Regions from separate parts of the Mus musculus genome. Here region 2 is linked to region 1. The links are chromatin contacts, called in public HiChIP or PLAC-seq maps. All regions are on one chromosome and are shown on one strand. The core of a region is the stretch at or near the end of the contact, and the rest is flanking DNA. Distances in the headings are between cores, read along the strand shown. Region 1 overlaps Arid4a (AT rich interactive domain 4A (RBP1-like)). Region 2 overlaps Arid4a (AT rich interactive domain 4A (RBP1-like)).

The links. HiChIP or PLAC-seq counts read pairs in DNA pulled down with a chosen protein or histone mark.
Region 2: an H3K27ac HiChIP or PLAC-seq map of embryonic stem cells shows a contact between it and region 1, with 5 read pairs. The contact joins two enhancer-like sites. A contact is called at or near these places in 18 of 39 promoter capture datasets (the 3T3-L1 cell line, 3T3-L1-derived adipocytes, the C10 cell line and 11 more), 19 of 484 Hi-C or Micro-C datasets (the 3T3-L1 cell line, 3T3-L1-derived adipocytes, the AML12 cell line and 9 more), 2 of 115 datasets of contacts at active chromatin or transcription factors (the HPC-7 cell line and embryonic stem cells) and 2 of 9 other capture datasets (adipose tissue and liver).

Annotation. Positions count from the first base shown.
Region 1 is chr12:71,091,146-71,098,881 of GRCm38.p6, reverse strand. It overlaps Arid4a (AT rich interactive domain 4A (RBP1-like)), which reads right to left. Exons shown (of 24, transcript NM_001081195.1): 24 at 1-1,381. The coding sequence ends at 1,278. Among named protein-coding and RNA genes, the nearest start is that of Tomm20l, 16 kb to the left of the region's middle. Within about 2 kb of position 3,256, at least 12 of the 459 cell types and tissues checked have an H3K27ac peak or open chromatin away from gene starts, as enhancers often do. A contact at or near this core is called in embryonic stem cells, where this site is marked.
Region 2 is chr12:71,048,828-71,056,563 of GRCm38.p6, reverse strand. All of the region lies in intron 11 of Arid4a (AT rich interactive domain 4A (RBP1-like)), which reads right to left. Among named protein-coding and RNA genes, the nearest start is that of Arid4a, 37 kb to the right of the region's middle. Within about 2 kb of position 3,088, at least 14 of the 459 cell types and tissues checked have an H3K27ac peak or open chromatin away from gene starts, as enhancers often do. A contact at or near this core is called in embryonic stem cells, where this site is marked.

The DNA.
Region 1 (7,736 bases), core at 2,007-4,506:
CATCTTGACTTTGGGAGATATAAAATTTATTCGGCAGTACAGCGAACACAAAAACTGTGACAAAGCATCTTAAGGGCAACCAAAAATGTGATCCTCAAAGTGGTTTAAATACGAGGACTGCCAAAGTTTCTAAACAAGGACAGACTTGAGTGACCCAGATGCCCACTCTCAGCTGCTCGGTTGGGAAGGTTGAGACAGACGCCCTGCAGCACCCGCGGCTGCAGACACAGCCCCCTGCAAAAGGGGCAGCTGACCACTACTGCCATCCAAAGAGTGAATTAACCTAGAATTGTCTTTTTTTCAATTTTATTAATATTTTAAAAAATACATAAAAATACAACCATCCAATGTCTGAATAAATATATTTAACAAGTTGCAAGATAATACCTTATTTTACACAAAATTTTCAGCTTTAGAAATCTTGTTAAATAACTTCATTGTTGTTATATATTTCATTTTTGTATTTTTGTAACAAAATAAAAACTCTGAAATTACATAGAAAAAAGACAAAATATTTTTGTCAAGGGATAAGATAGTCCACTGAAAACTTATTCACAATTCCACTGTAAACATTAATAAACATTAAAATATTTGCATAATTGTGTGCTCAAAAGTCCTATAAAAAGTGGAAGACTTATTACAACTGCAGTTTTCAGTCAACTACACTTCCTTTCACAATTTATTTTGTCCCATTTACACTTTTAAACCTGGGCACACTGCTGCACATATACTTTGGCAGTTCTACATAGCAAGTGCTTCCACAAAATTGAAATGAATAAAAAATCAACATTAATAATAATTATTATAATAATTATAATAATACAAGAATAAAACAAAATCAACCCCCTACTCACCAAGTGTTCAATGCATCTCAGTGAAAGTGCAGCAGTAACTGCTAACCAGATAATGCTCTCCTGTCTGTTGTGTGCGCTTGTCTATGATTTCTAGAACACTTGAAAGCTTTATTATACAAATTCCATTTTGCTAAGTGCCCTTTTTTTTCTCTATCACACACACACACACAAAAAAAAAAAGAAAGAAAGAAAGAAAATACAGAGGAAAAATTATGACCAATATGGCAGGCTGCCTAACCTTCAATTATTAATAAGCTTATTTTCTGCAACAATAAAAAAAGGAGAGAGGAGGGTCTAGATACAATCCTGGAAACTATACAGGAAGGATATACTTAGCCGGCTGAGTGCTTTCTGTGGTTGTATTTCAGGGTTTGGGGATTTATGTCCATGGCAGCAAACTGCTGTGGGGTGGAGAACTGTTCATCACCTGCACTCTACAGCAAGTACATTTTGGGGGGGAGACGATGAAGAAGGGCTCATTCCAGTGTCTGATGAAGCAGAGGACATTGACGCTCCTGCGTGAGACACTGTGGAATCAACACAACCAGGTTAGAGCAAGAAATGACTACTCAGATACCTAAAGTTAGATGCTAAATTCTAAGGAAGATTTGTTGTTTGTTTCTGCGACAGTCTCACATTGCCTAGGTTAGTTCAAACTTGATATGTAGCCAAGGATGACCTTAATTTCTGATTTTCTCGCCTCTACTCCACAAGTGTTGGGATTACAGGCTGTAACTAGATGTTTAGCATCATTCACTTCAATCAAGGGCCGATTAAACGATGCACAAGGGGTGCAAGTTGTCAGCAAGCACTCTGCTGGGCTCACCTTTGGGCCAATTAAGGGAATTAACCCTACAGAAGAGATATCACAAGGTTGGGAGGCAGCGGGCAGCGCAGGAGCCAGGGTGCTATGCACAGGCCCTGGATTCCACTCCCAGCACTGCAACCAAAATGAAAAACTAAACAAAGTCAGACATCACAAAAAGTAAGGATTAAAAGAGAGATGAAGTCTGGTGTCAGGTAGGGGCAAGAGTAGCAGAAGATATACACTGGGCAATGGACCCAAAGGCTTCTCTGCTAGGTAAGCGCTTTGAACTGAGTTATACCATCCCACCCTGTGTTTACCGACGCTGTAATGACTTCTTTTTGTTTGTTTGTTTTTTTGTTTTGTTTTTTTTTTTCGAGACAGAGTTTCTCTGTATAGTCCTGGCTGTCCTGGAACTCACTTTGTAGACCAGGCTGGCCTTAAACTCAGAAATTCACCTGCCTCTGCCTCCCAAGTGCTGGGATTAAAGGCATGTGCCACCACGCCCGGACTTCTTAGTATTTACCATTTTTATTAAAATGGACAAACTTTCAAAGTCTAATTTCTTTCCATCTGCTCCAGGCCATTTTTCAGTATTGAAAACTGCTGGCCTAAGAATAGGCCAGGGCATCCCCAGAAGTTCTGTCAGAGGGCGAACTCTCTCTCACCGCTCTCAACAGTCAGATGTGCATGTGGGTGTGTGCATGCGTGGAGTTATTCAGGCTAAGGGAAACGGCCACACCTTCCTCAGGAGCCTGAGTGTGGGTGCATCAGGAGTGTACAGACACTGCAGGTTACCCCACAGACATCTATCTATCTGAGGTGCTTTTTGTTGCCTTTTTTTCCCCCGAGAGACAGGTTTCTTGTAGTCTTCGTTCCCAATCTGCCTCCTGAGTGCAGGGACTAAAGGCCGGCCTCACCACTGCCCGGCTCTCTTCCTTTCTAATGTTGTTTTTTGGTTTTGTTTTGTTTTTCAGTTTTACATGTATTCCCCTTTTATTATTTTCTTAAATGCCCCTGTCATACTTTCATAGATTTGTCTTTATATCTGAAAAAAAATCATTTTTCTTCTTTTTTTTGTTTTTTTGTTTTTGTTTTATTTTGTTATGTAACCTTATATAACCCAGGTTAGCCTTGAATCAGCCACCTCCTTCAGGCTGCCCTTGAACTCTCGATCCCCTGCCTCCACCCCTGAAAGGCTAAGATTACAGCCAAGGCGACAAGCCTCCATGAACAGCTTAAAATGTTTACTATATCTTGTGCTTTTAAGTAAATAACAGTTTTTTTCGAGGTAAGTGTCTTTTCTTTCCCTCTTTTGGTCTTTGTCTTTGTCTAGGGTAGACAGTTTGTCTAGGCATAGTTAGTTTCTTCAGGAGAAGCCTCCTCTCCCGTCTCAGGGACGCGCATACTTAGCTATGGTTCTCAAGAGTGGGAGGGTTACATCGTGGTTTAGGAAAGGACAGAGAGAGCCACCATTCGGTACTCACTCCTGATTTACCCCTTTTCTGTCACCATTAGCTATAGCTGGTGGCCCTAAGTCTACAACGCTGGTTCTGTTCATGTTTCTGCTAGAGGTAGGGAGAAGTGAACCTTTCTTTAAAGGGTAGGCATGATGATCCCATTTCTCAACACAGTTTCAACCAGTCTCATCCTGTCCCTAACTTGAGACCTGTCCTGCAGTCCTGGGGGTGTGAGCTGACAGCTTGCTTTTTTTAACTCTAAGGGCACGTGAGTGTGCTCTTGGTGCTGCTTTATCGGGGAGCGCGGCGGTCTGTGAGTGCGCTTGGTCAGAGCAGAATTTTGTGGTAGAAGGGAGGTGCTTGGGTGGAAGTTGAGGAGGAGACTTTGATGGTTGGTCCCAGTGGGCAACTTGATTAGACTGAGAAGTGTCAGGAAGAGGAGGAAAGAACACCCCTGTGTATGCGTGCATGAGGCATTTCAGAAACAGTCCTAGCGTGCTGGCTCTGACCTCATCAGTGGGGTAATCCTTGATGGAGTCATAGGATGGCCTTCTTTCCTGAAAAGCTGGAGGTGGAGCAGTGGGAGGGAAGAGACCCCGGAGACACATCCTGGGATATACTGTGTCCTGATTCCCTACATTCTTTTGTTAACAGCAATGTAAAACGACTGATACAGGAGCGATCATAGTTTGTTTTGATCCAACAATGCATGAATCTCCCTCCTATTTTTCCCAGTGACTGGCATTATCATCTTGGACACTACAAGTCTCCCTACAGTCGCACCGAGTGATCACCTCTCCTTGTTTTCATCTGATTACTAATGAGTTTAGGACACAGAACTCAATTTCTGTTACTGTTATTTTGGCAGACCTTGAATAGGTACCATGTCCAATGTTTGACTGGCTGTCGACTCTGCATGCTTAAAGTAAAGCACAGATACGACTTTAAGATTATTTCACAGTAGACTGGTTAATGTCCTACAAGGCACACACTATGCAGCAATGTTAAGATACTAGAAAGTGAAGCCTGTGTCTAATTCATACAGCTTCTGCATCACCTGTGGAGACCTGGCACGTGACATATGCTCATTAGTGTTGCCTTGTAGCTGTCTATGAATGATTTATGGCTCCACATAGGTAGTGCTGAAGATTCCTAGGCCTATTCATTTGGTGAATCACAAATAACAAACATAGGGGCAGCCAGTAAATATATGTTGGGTAGATATATCCTCCTGGAAAACCCAACATGTTTAGTAAATCACAAATTTTAAAGTAGTTCATACTCTTTTTCAAGGGTCATTCTGGTTAATTCAGCTGCAGTACACCCACTTTCAACAAGAGGAGAAAACACTAACTCTCAATGCAACCAGCTATTACCCATGGGCTTGAGATTCAAGCTTACAATCAAAGGACAGGAGTGTATCTGAAGGCAGAGAGTGTATCTGAAGGCAGAGAGAGTGTATCTGAAGGCAGAGAGTGTATCTGAAGGCAGAGAGTGTATCTGAAGGCAGAGAGTGTATCTGAAGGCAGAGAGTGTATTTGAAGGCAGAGAGAGTGTATCTGAAGGCAGAGAGAGTGTATCTGAAGGCAGAGAGAGTGTATCTGAAGGCAGAGTTGTATCTGAAGGCAGAGAGAGTGTATCTGAAGGCAGAGAGTGTATCTGAAGGCAGAGAGTGTATCTGAAGGCAGAGAGTGTATCTGAAGGCAGAGAGTGTATCTGAAGGCAGAGAGAGTGTATCTGAAGGCAGAGAGTGTATCTGAAGGCAGAGAGAGTGTATCTGAAGGCAGAGAGTGTATCTGAAGGCAGAGAGTGTATCTGAAGGCAGAGAGTGTATCTGAAGGCAGAGAGTGTATCTGAAGGCAGAGAGAGTATATCTGAAGGCAGAGAGTGTATCTGAAGGCAGAGAGTGTATCTGATGGCAGAGAGTGTATCTGTATCTGAAGGCAGAGAGTGTATCTGTATCTGAAGGCAGAGAGTGTATCTGAAGGCAGAGAGTGTATCTGAAGGCAGAGAGTGTATCTGAAGGCAGAGAGTGTATCTGATGGCAGAGAGTGTATCTGTATCTGAAGGCAGAGAGTGTATCTGTATCTGAAGGCAGAGAGTGTATCTGTATCTGAAGGCAGAGATTGTATCTGAAGGCAGAGAGTGTATCTGAAGGCAGAGAGTGTATCTGATGCAGAGAGTGTATCTGAAGGCAGAGAGTGTATCTGAAGGCAGAGAGTGTATCTGATGGCAGAGAGTGTATCTGTATCTGAAGGCAGAGAGTGTATCTGTATCTGAAGGCAGAGAGTGTATCTGAAGGCAGAGAGTGTATCTGATGGCAGAGAGTGTATCTGTATCTGAAGGCAGAGAGTGTATCTGTATCTGAAGGCAGAGAGTGTATCTGAAGGCAGAGAGTGTATCTGAAGGCAGAGAGAGTGTATCTGTATCTGAAGGCAGAGAGAGTGTATCTGAAGGCAGAGAGAGTGTATCTGTATCTGAAGGCAGAGAGTGTATCTGAAGGCAGAGAGTGTATCTGAAGACAGAGAGAGTGTATCTGAAGGCAGAGAGTGTATCTGTATCTGAAGGCAGAGAGTGTATCTGTATCTGAAGGCAGAGAGTGTATCTGTATCTGAAGGCAGAGAGTGTATCTGTATCTGAAGGCAGAGAGTGTATCTGAAGGCAGAGAGAGTGTATCTGAAGGCAGAGAGTGTATCTGAAGGCAGAGAGTGTATCTGAAGGCAGAGAGTGTATCTGTATCTGAAGGCAGAGAGTGTATCTGAAGGCAGAGAGAGTGTATCTGAAGGCAGAGAGTGTATCTGAAGGCAGAGAGTGTATCTGAAGGCAGAGAGTGTATCTGAAGGCAGAGAGTGTATCTGAAGACAGAGAGAGTGTATCTGAAGGCAGAGAGTGTATCTGTATCTGAAGGCAGAGAGTGTATCTGAAGGCAGAGAGTGTATCTGAAGGCAGAGAGTGTATCTGAAGGCAGAGAGTGTATCTGAAGACAGAGAGAGTGTATCTGAAGGCAGAGAGTGTATCTGTATCTGAAGGCAGAGAGTGTATCTGAAGGCAGAGAGTGTATCTGAAGGCAGAGAGAGTGTATCTGAAGGCAGAGAGTGTATCTGAAGGCAGAGAGTGTATCTGAAGGCAGAGAGTGTATCTGAAGGCAGAGAGTGTATTTGAAGGCAGAGAGAGTGTATCTGAAGGCAGAGAGAGTGTATCTGAAGGCAGAGAGAGTGTATCTGAAGGCAGAGTTGTATCTGAAGGCAGAGAGAGTGTATCTGAAGGCAGAGAGTGTATATGAAGGCAGAGAGTGTATCTGAAGGCACACAGTGTATCTGAAGGCAGAGAGAGTGTATCTGACGGCAGAGAGTGTATCTGAAGGCAGAGAGTGTATCTGAAGGCAGAGAGTGTATCTGAAGGCAGAGAGTGTATCTGATGGCAGAGAGTGTATCTGTATCTGAAGGCAGAGAGTGTATCTGTATCTGAAGGCAGAGAGTGTATCTGAAGGCAGAGAGTGTATCTGATGGCAGAGAGTGTATCTGTATCTGAAGGCAGAGAGTGTATCTGAAGGCAGAGAGAGTGTATCTGAAGGCAGAGAGAGTGTATCTGAAGGCAGAGAGTGTATCTGAAGGCAGAGAGTGTATCTGAAGGCAGAGTGTATCTGAAGGCAGAGAGTGTATCTGAAGACAGAGAGAGTGTATCTGAAGGCAGAGAGTGTATCTGTATCTGAAGGCAGAGAGTGTATCTGAAGGCAGAGAGTGTATCTGTATCTGAAGGCAGAGAGTGTATCTGTATCTGAAGGCAGAGAGTGTATCTGTATCTGAAGGCAGAGAGTGTATCTGTATCTGAAGGCAGAGAGAGTGTATCTGAAGGCAGAGAGTGTATCTGATGGCAGAGAGTGTATCTGTATCTGAAGGCAGAGAGTGTATCTGAAGGCTGAGAGAGTGTATCTGAAGGCAGAGAGAGTGTATCTGAAGGCAGAGAGTGTATCTGAAGGCAGAGAGTGTATCTGAAGGCAGAGAGAGTGTATCTGAAGGCAGAGAGTGTATCTGAAGGCAGAGAGAGTGTATCTGAAGGCAGAGAGTGTATCTGAAGGCAGAGAGTGTATCTGATGCAGAGAGTGTATCTGTATCTGAAGGCAGAGAGTGTATCTGAAGGCAGAGAGTGTATCTGTATCTGAAGGCAGAGAGTGTATCTGAAGGCAGAGAGTGTATCTGAAGGCAGAGAGTGTATCTGAAGGCAGAGAGTGTATCTGAAGGCAGAGAGTGTATCTGAAGGCAGAGAGAGTGTATCTGAAGGCAGAGATTGTATCTGAAGGCAGAGAGTGTATCTGAAGGCAGAGAGTGTATCTGATGCAGAGAGTGTATCTGAAGGCAGAGAGTGTATCTGAAGGCAGAGAGTGTATCTGTATCTGAAGGCAGAGAGTGTATCTGTATCTGAAGGCAGAGAGTGTATCTGAAGGCAGAGAGTGTATCTGTATCTGAAGGCAGAGAGTGTATCTGTATCTGAAGGCAGAGAGTGTATCTGTATCTGAAGGCAGAGAGAGTGTATCTGAAGGCAGAGAGTGTATCTGATGGCAGAGAGTGTATCTGTATCTGAAGGCAGAGAGTGTATCTGAAGGCAGAGAGAGTGTAT
Region 2 (7,736 bases), core at 1,839-4,338, 42 kb after region 1:
TACACACCTCATTTCTGCTGTTAAGTTTCCTAGCCAGGAAATTGACTTTACAGACTGCAAATCCAGAAGGTATCCAAACTGTCAAAACTGGAGGCTGGTCTGAAACTTGTAGCTACCCTCCTGCCTCTGCATCCCTAGTGCTGCAATTTCAGATGAGCACCACAGCTAGCTTAGCTTTCACTGTGCCCATCCAGTGCTACTTAACACTGAGAAGACAAAGCTGACTACACCCAACACGAAGGAGCCTCCAGCCGCGTCTGAGTGGAGGCTGGGAGCTCGGAGACACGTGGACGTGAGAAGAAGGTGAACAGGGGTCAATTCATGAAAGCCCAGACTTCAAAGGCCAGGATGAAAAGAAATATATAAAATAACAACAAAACCCAGTACCGAAATCAGTGTTCATCCGATACGGGTGGAAAGCGATTAAAGGGTTTAAACAAGAAATCTTTGAATCTTTGGCAAGGTACAGAAAACTATCCCAAGTTGGTGGGAGGAAAATATTTAAAAACAGAGAGAGAGAGAAAGAGAGAGAGGGAGAGAGAGAGAGAGAGAGAGAGAGAGAGAGAAACCTAGACTACATTGTGTAAGAAATGAGGTATTTTGAAGAAAAGAGAAGTTGTGTCAAAGACTGTTCCAATTAACTTCAAACAACAGTCCAACAACTTGTTTCACACAGCAATTTCCCAAGATTTTACATAATCCACATTTATTCATTCTTCACAAACTAGGTGATGAGGGTTTAATATGGGCCATGCACCATAGTGCTCGCTGCCAGGGTACCCTGGGGAGAAAGGAGGAAGAACAAAATCCCTGGCACACCTTGTGTCCATTTACAACACAGAAAAGGGGAAACAGAAACTGAAGTGCTTGTGAAAGCAGAGAGTTTCTCATAAGAAAAAAAATGAGAAAATAGAGAAGGTATTGGATAGCCTACTGAGCTAGCAAGTCTGCTTTGAAGACACGATGGAGTAGTGTATCTAAGTACTTCCGTCCACAGTCACATACACACACACACACACACACACACACACAATCTCTTAGATATACACATTCATACTGATAAGAGGGTAGGCAGTTTGCATTTGAAAACCAACAAGTCGACAAAATTTGGAGCTGTGACGAAAGGATGGACCATCTAGTGATTGCCATATGCAGGGATCCATCCCATAATCAGCTTCCAAATGCTGACACCATTGCATACACTAGCAAGATTTTGCTGAAAGGACCCAGATATAGCTCTCTCTTGTGAGACTATGCTGGGGCCTAGCAAACACAGAAGTGGATGCTCACAGTCAGCTATTGGATGGGTCACACGGCCCCCAATGGAGGAGCTAGAGAAAGTACCCAAGGAGCTAAAGGGATCTGCAACCCTATAGGTAGAACAACAATATGAACTAACCAGTACCCCGGAGCTCTTGTCTCTAGCTGCATATGTATCAAAAGATGGCCTAGTTGGCCATCACTGGAAAGAGAGGCCCATTGGACACGAAAACTTTATATGCCCCAGTACAGGGGAACACCAGGGCCAAAAAGGGGGAGTGGGTGGGTAGGGGATTGGGGGGGTGGGTATGGGGGACTTTTGGGATAGCATTGAAAATGTAAATGAGGAAAATACCTAATTTAAAAAAAAAAAGAAAAAAAAAAGAAAACCAACAAGTCTGTAAAAACAAGCAAAAAGTGATTTGGATTAGTCGGCTTCCCCTGCTCACACCCTAACAGAGGGTGATTCCAACAGTGATGAGAAAAGGTTTACTTTACTGCTGGCAGATGTTCTGTTCCAATACAACAGACACATTACAGTGCCTCGGTGGAATAGTTAATAACGACTTCAATTTAAAAAGAAAAATATTTTAAGAATATGTTTTAAAATGTATTTAGTACTTGTTAAATGTGCACTGGTGTTTCGCCTGCATGTATGTCTGCAAGGGTGTTGATCCCTGGAACCGGAGTTACAGAGCTGTGAGCCCCACATGGGTGCTGGGATTGATCCTTGGCCCTCGGGAAGAGCAGTCAGTGCTCTTAACTGCTCAGCTATCTCTTCTCTAGCACCCAAAAAGATTTTTTTAAATATTTATTTCTTTTTTGTGTATGAGTACACTGTTGCTGTCTTCAGACACAGCTGAAGAGAATGTTGGATTCCATTACAGATGGTTGTGAGCCACCATGTGGTTGCTGGGAATTGAACTCAGGACCTCTGGAAGAGTAGTCAGTGCTCTTAACCACTGAGCCATCTCTTTAGCCCTAAGAATACTTTTTAAGTGGCTGGAGAGACAGTTCAACAGTTAAGAACTCTTGCTGCTCCTGCAGAAGTATTTGACTCTCAGAGTCCACACAGTGTCTCCCAGGTGTCCCTAAGTCCTGTTCCAGCAGATCTGATGCCTTATTCGGACTTCCCTAGACGCCAAGCATGCACACAGTGCACAAACATACATTCAGGCAACACACTCATACATATAAAATGAAATAAATCTAAAAAAATGAAAAAGAAAAGGCTTGGTACAATGACCTGCACCTGTAGTCGCAGCTACTCAGGAGGCAGAGCCAAGAGAATTCAAGAGCGCAGGAATTCAAGGTCAGCCTGGGCAGCAGAGCAACACTACATCCCAGAAAAGGTGAGGGAGGGCGAGGGAGGGAGAACTTAACATAGACGCTAATGAACAATCTACAAAGTAAAAACAAAACAAAACAAAAAACAAACAAAAACCCAACTATGTACAAAGTTTCAAATACAAAACCAGATAGTAGAGCAGGAAATAGGATACAGTTGCCATCCCAGAGCTTGGGAGGTAAAGGTAGGGGGAATTCAAGGTCATCTTCTGCTTAGGCTTCTAGAGCTCCTGCCTTAAATACACAGGGGTGGGGAGATGGCTCAGTGGATAATGGTGGCGGGTTGCTACCAAGCCTCACAGCCAGAGTTCAAGCCCCTGACTAGCATGGCTGGTGAGCCTCCTCTACCCAAATAAAATGTACATAAATAACTAACTATAAAGCAAAAGAGAAATAAGTTTTAAAAATTAAGTAGGCAGTATTTGTGTAAGGTCCAAAGGTCCTGACAGCAGTGAATTTCCTGAATAAATAAATCTGGAATAATGTGACATTAAGTAATGCCAAGTACACTGCTTTGAAAAAGAGATATTACATAACATGCTTTAGAAATATTTTAAGTAAAAAGTTAAAAAAAAAAAACACCTCTTTTGTGTCCTAAAATTATTTATTCCCAAAGGGATCACATGTAGTTTCTGGTTTGAAAAAACTAGCTTCAGATCTAGTGCAGAGACCAGCCTGGGGGAGGGGGAGGGGCAGGCCAGCAGTTATGTGCTAATGCACTAGTCTAGGAAAAGCCAGAGATTGCCTGGACCAAGTGCGGCAGAGTAAAAATGTAAAGAGGTGGGCAAAGTAAGGAGCTATTCAAGGAGGTAGAAGACAAAGGGTTTGTGTCTGAATGGATTCAGATGGAAAGACCAAGAAAACAATCAAGGTGCCTTCTGTGTATCTGGCTTAGGCAACTGGGTGTGGTGCTTTTATTAAAATAGATTAGGAATGGCCAGGAAGGGAGGTAATCGAAGCTGTGGGCATACTGAGTTTGAGTACTTATAAACATGAAAAAAATTCCAGACAGTTTTATATAAATGTCTGTAGCCAAGAGACATCTGAGGTGTGCACAGAGATTTGGGGTCATTCTATCATTTAGTTGGGAAGTAAACCAGAAAACCAATGTAATGTCATGCCATCTGAGTGCTACTAAGGTGTCAGATGAGATAAGAAACACTGTTGTTTGGTTAAAGGTCTCTGGTGACTGTCAGCAGTTGTTCTGGTTGTGATGAGAGGACAAGACACCACAGTGACAGATGCAACTGAGCAACCTGGACAAAAGGGTAAGCGCAGACAGACAGACAGACAGACAGACAGACAAGTGGAGGAAACTTGAGGGCAGAAGAGGCGGGAACAGAATGGAATGGGCTAGAGGAGGAGGAGAGGGAGCTGATAGACTCAGACTTCTGATCCAGAGCAGAACCCCAGGGACCTGGCTCTCAGAGGGCGACACGCTGTCAAGTGTGCCTGGGAAAAAGAACAGGCTGTTGGGTCTAAGTCTCCTCTCATGCCTCATGCGGTTCATAATCTGCTCCCACCCGAAACTTAGGGGGTTTCTTTCCAAAGCCGGAGTGGAGACAAGGTGACATTCAAAGAAGATGACTTGATTGCAAACACTGAATTACCCAGTAATAGTTGGAGAACCAGTTAACTCAGATCCTAAAATTTACAGAAATACCATTCCTCACTGAAATACCATTCCTCACTGTTACACACATGCCAAACACTTCCAGGAACACAAAGGAAGTGATATATTTACTGCAAGATGCTGTTTTACAATTTAACCATCCCACTTAAAATAATTTTATGACTCTTGCATTTCAAAAGTTAAAGTAAACCCAATAAATTACTTTTCCACTTGAAATGATACATACACTATAATCAAGATGTGATAGTCGTGCTCTCATCAAGACCATTTATTTATCTTATTTATTTATTATTTGTTTGCAAATACTGCATGTGTGTGTGTGTGTGTGTGTGTGTGTGTTTCAAGACAAGGGCTCTCTATGTAACCCTGTTTGTAGACCAGGCTGACCTCAAATTCACAGAAATCCTCCTGCCTTTGCCTCCCAGGTGCTAAGATTAAAGGCATGCACCATCACCAGCTGGTTATCATCAAGTTTTTAACGTCACCCAAACCTCTTATATGACCTCTAATATAAAGTATGATTACGTAAAACTTTTTTTTTTTTTTTAACCATGGAGAGATGGCGCCATGGTTAAGAGCACTGGCTGCTCTTCCAGAGGACCTGGATTTGATTCCCAGTTCCAGGGGATTCTGACTCCCGCCTTCTGGCCTCCACAGATACCAGGCATGCAAGTAGTGCAAAGACATTCATACAGATAGAACACCTCTACACAATAACTATTTTTAAAATGTAGCTAAATTTATGTGAACAAATGTATAAATCTTATTAGTCTCATTATGTGAATTTAGTGTTGTTTATGTTTTAGGCTGAAGTAGTAACGACTTTTAAAAACTCATTAAGACTTCTTAAATAGAGATTTCGGGGCTGAAGCGATGGCTCAATGGTCAAGAGTACTGAATGCTCTTCCAGAGGTCCTAAGGTCAACTCCCAGCAACCACATGGTGACTCATAACCATCTGTAAAGGGATATGATTTCCTTTTCTGGTGTGTCTGAAGACAGCCACAGTGTGCTCATAAAAGAAAAAAAAATTAAAAGAATAAAGAGACTTCTCTTTTTTAATGTGTATGTATGTTTCTGCCTGCATACACAAGTGCTCCATATGCATTCAGTGCCTGAGTAAGCCAGAAGAGGGCACTGGATCGCCTGGAGCTGGAGGTAGAGATGTCTGTAAACTGCCATGTGGGTGCTAAGTAGCAAACTGGCCAGACTGAGGTCTTTTGCACAATCTGCCATGCTCTTGGCCCCTTAACCATCTCTGTCCAGCCCACTGTTATTTTTCATTTCCTTGTTTAATAGTCTAAATTTAAGCAAATTGTTGTATTTGAATGTAAGCTAATATCTAAGGTATTCATTAAAGGAGGTTGTGTCAAATCTACTTAAAGCCTATTATTATTGGTAACTGAAGTTATTAAAATCAGCTTTGATATCTATATTAAAATTTAAAACCTTAAGCTTTACTGACATTACAGTTTTCCTGAGTTATCAGGCATTTACTGTGGGTCTATACACAGAGTGGTCTTGAATAGTCACCAGCAAATGCCTATAACCTACATGGGCAGAGATTGACACAGATGACATTTGATTCAAATACCAAAAAAAAGAATAGTCATATTTCCAGGAATTTAAAAACTTAAGCACTTATGACTTTTACAACAATGGAAAATTATCTTGGGCACTAAATATGGTAATCCCTACAAAAGCTTCAAGATTGGAAAAATGAGTATGTCAATACATTAGACCAAAAAGAGTAGATCTTATAAAAAAACTCACTAATTTTAATTTTCATTGTTACACATGAAATCTGATACACAAGGTCTACTGATAAAGTCATGATGATTTAACCTAAAACTGGTTAATTTCCTCTTGATAATTAACCTTTTAACATCTTACCCTTAGAAAACTCCCCTACATTTATCCAATATAAACCTAAGTCAAGAGAAATAAATAATTCCTATCATTTCTATTCATCTGGACTTTCCAATAAATTTCCAAGCTAAAAAAAATTAGTAATGTCTTTTCTAATATAAAACTTTCTTAACAAAGACATTTAAATAAGACCACAAAAATCATCTCTAAGCAGCTCTTTTTGGCCTAGTTATCTATGTGTTGCAATTACCAATACAGACAGGAAGTATTCCTGCCCCATCCGCAAGTCTCTTCCAAGCACAGCCTGAGACACGCTGCTTACACTCAAAGCCTGACGTGGCCTCTGAGTAGGAAATAAAATACTAAATAAAAAAGCTCCTGCCCCTGGAAAGCTGCACAATGTCCAATCTTACTGCTCCAACTAATGCTTGAATCCCCGCAGCACGGTTAACGAACAGAGGCTACTGCTCATTCGCACTGCACAAACACCAACACTTGTATGATTCTGCAGCATATGCTTGCTAGCCTACCCTGGCTGACGATCTACAGTGTTGTTTAATGGTTTACAGAATGTTCCAAAGGATCTTTAGATCCTTGTAGAGCAGCATCCCATCCTCATAAGCAGCCCAGCATCCCTTCATCTGAGGGAGAACTATGCTCTGTACTGTAATACAGCAGTTAGCCTCACTGGTGTGGGGAAGGCCCATAATGACTAAGCCAGGTAGGCCCTGGCTCCTCAGATCAGCCAGTGCACATCACACTCCGGTTTCTCCTCTTGCTATGTGTGCTTTGAAGCAGCTCTCGATTGATCAGCATGTTAAATTGTTTTAAGAATTATTCTTCAAGATGAGTTAGAATGATTCAGCAACTAAATCTCAAATCCAAGAGCAGGAAATGCAGCTGATCCTTCCCCTGAAACAAACACGATCTCACTAAAGGAAGCCCACTAAGGTGGCCAGAGAACTACTTTACAACAAGCCTGTGGCAATTGACCAAACAGTGGGAAAATGAGCAGCTGAGAAATAATGTAGAATAAACTGCATAAAGCATGCCTACAGTTTGTGATTTTTGCTATTTTTCTGTCAGGAATAAAGCAACCGTACCCACTAAATTTTAGCAAGTTCATAAGAGACACACTGTAAGGAGACATTATTTTTCTAAGTGTCCTTATCTTTGAATTTTTCTTTGCTGTTATTCCTGCAAATTTTAGCCTCTGCTCTGTGCATTTTTCCTAGCATTTCTCACTAGCCACTTGGATGAAACATTACACTATTACAGAATTAATCACTATAACACAGACACCATTTACTGTCTTAGAGGCACCTCTGCAACTTCTTTCAAAGCTCTTTTTAGCCTCTTTGTTTAAAATTTCAGGCTATTTTTTGAGGGATAGGGAAAATACATTCTGGAAGGGACACTAATTAAAAGTATTAGCAGAAATAAAGAGACTAACCCTTCTTTCAGCATTTGGCGATATAAGATCCTAATTAATGTTCAATAGAAATCCAACAGCTAACCACAGCCTGCTAAGAGTTCACACCCTGAAAATGTGGCCTATTTACCCTGAAACACACAACCTAAGACTAAATACACATAAAATTCAGACATCACATCTAATATTCAAAATT